Regions from separate parts of the Mus musculus genome. Here region 1 is linked to region 2. Evidence: chromatin contacts called from public promoter capture Hi-C data. All regions are on one chromosome and are shown on one strand. Each heading gives the region's core, a stretch centred on a gene start, on an enhancer-like site or on the middle of the called end of the contact. The rest is flanking DNA. Distances are from core to core; before and after follow the strand shown. Region 1 overlaps Arl3 (ADP-ribosylation factor-like 3). Region 2 holds the start of 2310034G01Rik (RIKEN cDNA 2310034G01 gene).

Region 1 (4,551 bases), core at 777-3,276, 200 kb after region 2:
GGTCTGATTTTCCTCTGCCCGCCAATGTCCCATACATTCAGCTTAAAACCTTGTGACTGCACGCTTTTGATGTTAAATCCCTGAAAGAGACGGGATAAAAATAACAACATCAAAAAAAAGACCAATTAATTCTTACAAAGTCACATTTAATAGTACATGAAAGATGGGGACCGAACCTGTGGCCTCAGGTATATAACACACATGCTGCACCAGTAAGCTACATGGCCAGACTTTTTCCTTTTTTTTCCTTTTTCCTTTTTTTTCCTTTTTCCTTTTTTTTCCCTTTTTCCTTTTTTTCCTTTTTCCTTTTTTTCCTTTTTCCTTCTTTTCCTTTCCTTTCCTTTCTTTTTTCCCTTTTTCCTTTCCTTTCAGACCCCAGTCCCAAAAATAAGAGTAACAAGGGCTCTATCTAACTCCTAAGCCATACTCCCAAATATGATACAATGTGATACTCTTAATGCTGCAAACACCTTGATAGTTTATTTCATTCAGTAGAATCCTTGTTATTAATGTTGAGACAAGAAGACTACTTTCTTTCCTTCCTTCCTTCTTTTTATTCTTTTCCTCAGTTAAGCTTTCATGTAGCCAAGGCTGGGCTGGAAGTTGCTAAGTAGCAGAGGATGGACCCCTGTCTCCTGCTTTCCTTCTCCAATACCTGGCTCACATGATGCTTTTTAATAAGAAATATATACACTATGACTGGGGTGCAGCCTGGAGGCAGGGAGCTTGCCTAACATTCTCAGGCCCCAGGTTCCATCTTTCAAAAGCCATGAAAAAAAATCCATATTGTGTCGGGAGGTAGAGGTAGGCAGATTTCTGAGTTTGAGGCCAGCCTGGTCTACAGAATGAGTTCCAGGACAGCCAGGGCTATACAGAGAAACCATGTCTCAAAAAACAATAACAACAACAAAAAAAAAAAACCAAAAAAAAATCCATATTGTGTATTTGCAAATCTCTATGTTGCTAAGGATAATGGGACATGGAATTACCTGTGATCAGCATAGACTCTCCTCATGAGGTCTTCAGGACGGTAAGTTTAACAGGATGGGATGTGTGTGAGAGAGAAAGCAGAAGCTGAGGCAAGAGCAAGCAAACCTGGAGGCTCTAAAGTGATGTCTCATGGGTCAACAGGGAGACAGGAGCTGAGCTGTGGCACTGGGGGCGGCGGGGGGGGGGGGGGGGTTTGTAGCTGGGCTGTCAGGAGTGAGGAAACAGCAAAAGTCTCAGAAGTGGTGGCCTCAGTCACAGACCATGTCGGGAGCCAACAAGGGCTCACTTGAAACTGCTTTAGGAGGTACCTTAGATGAACTTGAAAAGAAAAACCTCTCCCAGGCATGGGATACAGGCTTTTTTTTTTTGGTGTTTTTGAGACAGGGTTTCTCTGTATAGTCTTGGCTGTCCTGGAACTCACTCTGTAGACCAGGCTGGCCTCGAACTCAGAAATCCACCTGCCTCTGCCTCCCAAGTGCTGGGATTAAAGGTGTGCACCACCACGCCCGGCTGGGATACAGGCTTTTAATCCCAGTACTCAAGAGAATTAATGCAGGAGGATTGCTGCAAGTTCAAAACCAGTGTGGTGGGCTACTTGATGAGTTCCAGGCTAGCCAGGGCTTTAGACTAAGAGCCTATCACAAAAAATAAAATGGATAAAAATGAATAAAAAGAAAATAAAAGAAAGAAATTAAGGAATGAAGAAAGAAGGAAGGGAAAAACTTTGTTTTTAGTATTCAGAGTAAAACTCAGGGAAAGCAAGTCATGGCAACGGGGAATTAGTGGAGAGAGAAACAAACTAACGAGACCTTTGGGGTTCAGGAGGAAGGCACTGCATAAGAAAGAGGGAAAACATATTCTCTGGCAAGAATGATGCAGGGAATCCAGGATTTGAATATCCAATCAATACTTTGCTACAACATCCCTGACATTTCATCAGAGTAACTGGAATTATGTGGGTCTGGGGATGCCTCCAAAACCAGCTGCTTCACCTGGCAGCTTGCCAGCACTGCTGCCTGGAATACCAGGCCTGGCCCGGCGCAGTGGGACAGGCGGCGTTGTTGCTTGGTTCCACAGAGGAGAACTGGGTACTGTGCTGAATAGGGCTCTTCTAAGTCACCCACGACTGAATGACTATCCCTTCAAGAACTCTGAAGGGAAATGGCTCCAGCTTATCAGGGAAGTGACAGCGGTTGCTTCACGACAACAAACGTGTGTGCATCTGAGATATTCTCCTTTCTGTCCGTTCTTCTACGTCTGCTGCTGTTGCTGCTGCTTCTCCTCCCCCCTCCCCCTTCTTCCTACTCTTCCTTCCTTTTTTGAGATCGGATCTATGTAGTCCAGGATGGCCTTGAACTCACTATGCGGTGGCTGAGAAGACCATGAACTTCTGATTCTCCTGCCTCCATCTATTGCTAGGACTGTGTCGCCATGCCCAGCCATAATTTGAAAATTCTACTCCTCAGCAATACTATTAAATATAGAACTGAGTACTACTGAGCCCTTTCTGGAATACAACAAACTAAACAGTTGTAAATGCTGTGATGTGACCAGATGTATCATTTCCTTAAACTTCTGGCTTTTCTGGTTTTGTTTCTTCTGTGCTAGGGATTGAAGCCAGACAAACTAGGCAGTGCCTTAAACTTAAACTCAAGCCAGTGATGGCAGAGAGGGTAAAGGTGTTTGCCACCAAGCAGGGCAACTGAATTCAGTCCCGGGACCTGCAGGGTGGAAGGGAAGCACCAATCCCTGTAAGCTGTGCTCTGATTTCCACATGCTCTGATCTTTGCATGTTCTGCTATGGTCCATGCCTGCAGTCTAACCCAAAATAAACAAGTGTAATTTTAAAAAGATAACTTATTAAACTTCTGTAAGTTACACTGAGTGTGGTGGTGCCTGCCTTTAATCCCAATTCTTGGAAGGCAAAGGCAGGTGAATTTCTTAAGCTGCAAGAAGCCTGGTCTACACACGGAGTATGTTCCAAGACAGCTAGGGCTACACAGAGAAACTCTATTTTGAAAACAAAACAAATTTTGTAATTCATCAGATCCATACAGCCTTCTAGGAGATTATTCTATGGAAATTATAACAAATAGGTACAAGCATACATAGACAGACAGACATCCACAAATGTGTGTGTCTGTGAGTGTGTACACCAGTATATAAGGATGTTCATGCTCTGGGGTGGTGTTCAGTGGCTAGAGTCCTTGCTTGCTTAGTATGTAGGAAGCCCTGGGTTTGATTCCCAGCACTGCACACAATCAGGTATGGAAGGGCACACTTGTAATCCCTATACATAGGAGGTAAAGGCAGCAGGATCAGAGTTTGGGGCCATCTTTAGCCATATATCATGTTTGAGGCTATGCTAGGATACATTAGACCTTGTTTAAGCAAAAACAACAAAACAAAAAGATGTTCATGATTACCTTTGAGTGAAAAAGATGATATAAAATACTATATTCTTTTTGTTTTCCTTCTTGAGACAGGGTTTCCTTGTGTAGCTCTAGCTGTCCTGGAACTCACTCTATGGACCAGGCTGGCCTCGAACTCAGATCAGCTTGCACCTACTCCAGAGTACTAGGATTTAAGGTATGTGCCATTGCCCCCTCAATTCCTCTGGGAAAATGCTATATTCTACACAATCTGCTTTTACATTTTAATTATTTTTGAGGTAAATCTTATTGTGTAGCCCTGGTCAGCCTGGAGCTCATTATGTAGACTAGTCTGACCCAAGACCCAGAGAGATCCTCTTGCCTCTCTCTGACTCTCAAATACTGGGTTTGAGGGTGTGCACAGCCTCGCTGGGATGCTTTTATCTTAAACATACCTATCACATATGTCCATATATGTGCACAGGAGAAACCTGAATGGTGACATTCCTAAACGCTATCGGTGGCTCTGTCTAATTGGCTGTTGTATTGCTGTGAAGAGACACTACGACCAAGGAAACTATCAGAAAAAGCATTTAGTTTGGGGCTGTCTTACACTCTCAGAGGTGTAGTCCATTATCGTGGTGGGGGGCACAGGGCACACAGTCAGACACAGTGCTGGGGTTGTAATTAAGAGCTACATCCTGACCTGAAGGCTGGCATCCCCTGTGACACACATCCTTCAAAAAGGCCACACCTCTTTGTCGTTCTCATCCACAAGCCTATGGAGGCCACTATTATCCCAACCGTGGCAGGCACTATACATATTCATATTTTCTTTTTTTTAAAAAAGATTTATTTTGTATTATATCTAAGTACACTGTAGCTGTCTTCAGATGCACCAGAAGAGGGCGTCAGATCTCATTACAGGTGATTGTGAGCCACCATGTGGTTGCTGGGATTTGAACTCAGGACCTTTGGAAGAGCAGTCGGTGCTCTTAACCACTGAGCCATCTCTCCAGCCCTTCTTTTTAAATTATAAACAAACATTCTTCCTTCTTACTCTGTGTGTTTATGTGTATTTGCACACGCGTGTGCAGGCGCGAGCGCACCACTGCTAAGTGTGGAGGACAAGCTCTCTCCTCACCATGCGGGTCCCAGGGATTGAACACATGTTACCTGGGTTGGCAGC
Region 2 (4,951 bases), core at 475-2,974:
AAAAAAAAAAAAAAAAGACTAGTCAGATGTGATACCCATGTATGACCCCTGTAGGCTTGAGAGGGCAAACCTACTCCATCTTGGGACTGGCCTCCATCTTAAAGAAAAAAAAAAAAAAAGCCTGAGAACTTGACCTACAGCAGAACCCAAGCTACTCCCAAGTACCAGGAAGGACCCCACAGCTTGTCCTTAGCCCATACCCCAGAGTTACCGCTCCCTAGCTACTTCTTAGCAACAGTTAACCAAAGATTAATATGATTATTTCAAATGTACTTTCAGACCTTTGGTCTTGTTTCAGAACACCCACCTGTCAGCTTACAATAGACATTCAGTTAGATATTGCCAGGTTTGGGACACTCTCACCTACTCCCATTTCCTATAAAACCTTGTCCTGCTGAGGGTTCCAGGCTGCTCTGCCTTCTCTTCCTGTCCTGCTGTAAGGGTTGGGTTGGGGGAGAACCCAAGCCCAAGCTTGTAATAAAGAGATAAGAGCCCCAAGTGCTATTACATCAGAAACGGCTCCTAGGTGGTCTTTGGGAGTTCGTGAATGCTTTCTGGCACAACAGGCTCGGGCAGGAGTATTGCAACCAGTTTGAGGTCAGTCAGTAAAATAGCAAGACCTTTATCTGAAAATTAATTAATTAAAGATTTAACATAAACTGGGAATAAAGGCTAAGCATGGTGGTGCACACCTTTAATCCCAGCACTTGGGAGGCAGAGGCAGGCAGATTTCTGAGTTCGAGGCCAGCCAGGTCCACACAGTGAGTTCCAGGACAGTTAGGGCTACACAGAGAAACCCTGTCTCGAAAAAACCAAAAAAAAAAAAAAAAAAAAAAAAAAAAAAAGACAGCCTGGTCTAGAGAGTTAGTTCCAGGACAGCCAGGGGTAGAGAGAGAAACCCTGTCTGGAAAAAACAAAAGAACGAAAACGAATGACATTCCTTTGAACACCTAACTTTATGTGTTTTACAGATGTGATAGCTAAGGGGTTCAGAAAGGCTAAGGACGACACACGGCTAGAAAAATGTCAGAACTAGCTCTAAACCTAGCTTACAGGAGACATTTCCCACACTCCAGAACTATCATAGGCCTTCAGATGACGTTTGGATAGTAAGTCCAGGCAGGCGATTCTAGAAGATTGTCCACTGCATACTGTAGAGCTGCTGCTTAAGAGCAGGCCCAGGGGTCAGGCTACATACAGAGTAAAGACTTTAATCACACAGATGGCAAAATGCCCGCTTCTTTATCTTGTATTGGATGCTGGACGTCGCTCATTTATTTACTTCCGTTTCCAAGCTGGGAATTGCTTGGCTCCCTCAGCTTTGTAAAGAGGGGAGTTGTGGTGCAAGGGAGAGAAAAAGGCGAGTGGGACCCACACGGAGGGCTAAGAAGGGAGAGAGATGCTGCTTTCGCTTCAAGACCCTCTGGACCGAACACCTTTCTCTCCCAGCACGGTTCAGCAATAACTCCAGGGAAATCAAAAGCAGGGACGGCGAGCGGGGATCGACAGACTCGCAGGCGCGCTGAGATGCTCATCTTGGTCCTTGCTTTTTCTTGAGGCGGCCACGCTGCACCGCCTCCGGAGCGGCCGGGCTGTCCCCGCTGTCCCCATCGTCGCCACTGGCTGGCTTGCGCATTACGTGCCGGGCCACCTTGTATTCGGGCTCGCCCACACGCGGCACAGCCCGCACCAAGAACTGGCCGCCGCGCTTGGTGACGCGCACGTCGGTGCGTGGGTAGGTGCCGTAGACGCGCCGCAAGTCGCGGCGCACGGCGTCCGGCAGCGGTAGGGGCGGACCCCGCATGCGCTCCACGCGGCCCCAGCGCAGTTGCAGCTGCAGGCTGCTGCCCTCCGGCCACGCAGCGTCGCGCCCGGGCTGGGATGGCGCGGACACGGCGGAGGCGGGGAACGACGAGCCGGGGGCCGCGGCATCCGGCGGTGGGAAGGCCCACCAGGGCAGCGTGGAAGAGGCCAGGGCCGCGCCTGCACCATGGAAGCAGTGGAGTTCTCGCGGGGCCGTGCTCAGGCCCACCGGCCGGCTGCAGAAGTTGTGGGTCTGGATAGGTGGCAGCAGCAGAGGGGCGGGCAGGTAGGTGTAGGTGAGAGTCTGCAGCCGAGGCCAGACGCCCTCCCTGGGCGGCAGGCAGACGTAAGAATACATGACCTAGAACTCAGATGGCGGGCATTTTTACTGGGTCCAGACCTGTGATGGATGGGTATGGATATATAATTCATAATAAGCACGTGTCACTGGTCCCCCAGCTCTTGCCTGAGTTTCGTGTGACTGCCTGATGGCTTTGAGAAACCTTTCCTGGGTCAGGGGTTCTGCTCCCCTCCTCCTCATCAGATATTCCCGGGCCGGGGATGTAGGTCTGTCAATACAGAAACAGACATGCACAAACACCTGTGTTCGGTCCCCAGCACCACATAAGCGGGTGTGGTAGATCCTGCCTGTAATCCCATGACTCCTAGAGTAGAGGCAGCAAGACCAGGCCTTCAGGTCATCCTGTTTCAGAACAGCCTGGGCTACAGGAGACCCTAACAATCTGTTCGCATTCCTTTTAGGCTCCGCCCCACAGTTACCTGGCAACAGCCAGGTATGCCTGACTCATTATAAAAGGGACTGCTTGCCCCTCTCCTCACTGTCTTGCTGGCTCTGTGGATCTCTTCCCATTCCCCTCTCCCTCTCCCCATTCCTCCCTCTCCCCATCTCTCCCCCCCCCCGCCTTTATCTCCCTCAACTCCCCTCCCCATGCTCTATATATGGCTGGTACCTCTGGGGGAAGGGATGCCATAGCATGGGCCCACCATACCGCTCCTCTCCCAAACATATCCCTGGCTTCATATATATATGTATGGCACGACACAGTTGCTCTCCAGGCTTCTGAGCCCCCAGCCCTTGTTATCTTTCCCCTTGTAACCATCCATTCACTTGCCTCCTTCAGCCTCATGGGATTGTTCTCCAGTCTTTGGGAGAGGCAGAACCGTCCAGAATAAAGCTTCTTCCCACTGCTTTTCAGTGCTGTTTTCCCCTTCCATGCCCAGCCCGAGCCACACCTCCCTGTTACTAGGCAGAGAGAAACACCTTGAGCTGGCTTGGAGCCACCAGTCTGTCCACAGCTTCAACTGCCTGAGCTCACAGATGGCACTCCCTAGAATACTGAACACTTCCCAACGATTTCTAATCAGGTCCCTGCGGTTACCTACATGGTGACTCTCCAGCCGCCTGCAACTCCACTTTCAGGGGGGGGTCTGATCTCCGAGGGCTCCTACACATATGCAGTGCACAGATTCCTGGAAGCAAACTTAGGGATAAAATGACTATCGAGTCGTTAAAAGAGCATTCTGGGTGACATAAAACCAGTGTAATTACTTCAAACATGAAAGAGGTCCAGAGTCCTACTGATGCCATCCAGGAAACACCACTCACCACTTGGCTTTAGAGATGGAGGGAGTACCGAGAGCAAGGAGTACAGGCAGTGTCTGGAAATCGGAAAGCATGAGGCAATAGATTAAACCACAGAAGCTGCAGAGGGGAACTGAGTCCAGCCAACACCTTCCTGGTTAGCCAGTGGGACCCATTTCAGACTTCCAGTTTCCCACAACTGTTAGGTTTGTCTTACACCCTTGGGCTTTCAGTTTATATACCACCAAAAGGACATAATGTTTGTAACTTTGCCCTCTAACCAGCACCCGAGAAATATCCAGGATTACCCATGAGTTCATCTCACCCCATCAGGACTGGTCATCCTTTCTACCTGTTTGTACTTCCTCAAGGAATCTAGTCTTACCTGGTTGGTGAACAGGCTCACCCCAGACCCAGCTCAAGCCAGAACTGAGAAGGCAAAGAGCCTATGTGTTACATTGGTGCCTTCATGCTTCTCTGGTCTGGGGAGTTTTTAGGTACAATGAAGGATCAAGCTGTGGGGTGGTATTTCTTCATCCCGATTCTAGAAATGCTACACTTTCGTCTTTTCAAAACAGTTAACTTAATTTCATGTGTATGTGTGTGTGCCTGAGTGTATGTCTGTCCACTAGGTGTGTGCAGGAGCCCTCAGAGGTCAGAAAAGGGAGGGGTTCAGTCCCCTAGGACTGCAGTTATAGATGGATGGTTGTAAGCTGTCACATGGGTACTGGGAATTGAACATGGGTCCTCTGGAAGAACAGGCTGTGTGCTCTTCATTGATGAGCCGGCTGTCCTGTGTTCTTCCTCACCTCTGGAGACGGCGTCTAGTGGTGCAGTGCTGGGTGGCCTGCAGCTCTATGATTTCTTCTTTTTAGTTTGTGTGTCTATATGTGTATATACATACTTCTGTTCAGACCTTCTTGTTCTACTCTACTTCTGTTCAGACATCTCTCTCTGTCTCTCTCTTTCTCTCTCTCCCCATCTCTGTCTCTCTCCCTGTCTCTGTCTCTCCCTGTCTCTCTGTTTGTGTGCATGGATGTGTGTCCTGGAGGCCAGAGGGTCTAATGCCCCTACAGCTGGAGTTTCAGTCAGATGTGAGCCACTTGATGTGGGTGCTGAGAACTGAGTTCTTCCTGCAGCAAGTACTCTCAGTTACTGAGCTATCTCTCCAGCCCCATTTGAAGATTTATTTTCTTAACTATGTATATATGTAGGGGGAGTTATGTGCACATGAGTACAGGTGGCCAGAAGAGGGTGTCACATTACCTGAATCTGAGGTGATAGGCACTTATGAACTACCTGACGTGGGTGGTAGGGAGAAAACTCAAGTCCTCTGCAAGAGCCCCAGGCTTCACTGTTTGTTTATTTTTCGAGACAGGGTTTTTCTATATAGCTCTGGTTGTCCTGGAACAAGCGCTGTAGACCAGGCTGGGCTCAAACTCAGTGCCAGGACCAAAGGAATATACCACCATGTCCTGCTGAGGCATTCGCTTCACCCTGGAGCCATCTCTCTAGCATCCTGTTTTCTTGTCTGGTGGAAGGAAA

Evidence for each region. Promoter capture Hi-C pulls out the DNA fragments that hold promoters and counts their contacts.
Region 1: a promoter capture Hi-C map of fetal liver shows a contact between it and region 2, with 2.1 times the contacts expected there. The contact joins the enhancer-like site here to the promoter of 2310034G01Rik in region 2. A contact is called at or near these places in 7 of 39 promoter capture datasets (the 3T3-L1 cell line, the C10 cell line, embryonic stem cells and 4 more), 3 of 115 datasets of contacts at active chromatin or transcription factors (bone marrow-derived macrophages and embryonic stem cells) and 3 of 9 other capture datasets (adipose tissue, liver and pancreatic islet).

The regions. Positions count from the first base shown.
Region 1 is chr19:46,551,610-46,556,160 of GRCm38.p6, forward strand. It overlaps Arl3 (ADP-ribosylation factor-like 3), which reads right to left. Exons shown (of 6, transcript NM_019718.3): 3 at 1-80. Among named protein-coding and RNA genes, the nearest start is that of Arl3, 19 kb to the right of the region's middle. Within about 2 kb of position 2,027, at least 43 of the 459 cell types and tissues checked have an H3K27ac peak or open chromatin away from gene starts, as enhancers often do. A contact at or near this core is called in fetal liver, where this site is marked.
Region 2 is chr19:46,347,264-46,352,214 of GRCm38.p6, forward strand. It overlaps 2310034G01Rik (RIKEN cDNA 2310034G01 gene), which reads right to left and starts at 1,725. Exons shown (of 1, transcript NR_040418.1): 1 at 938-1,725.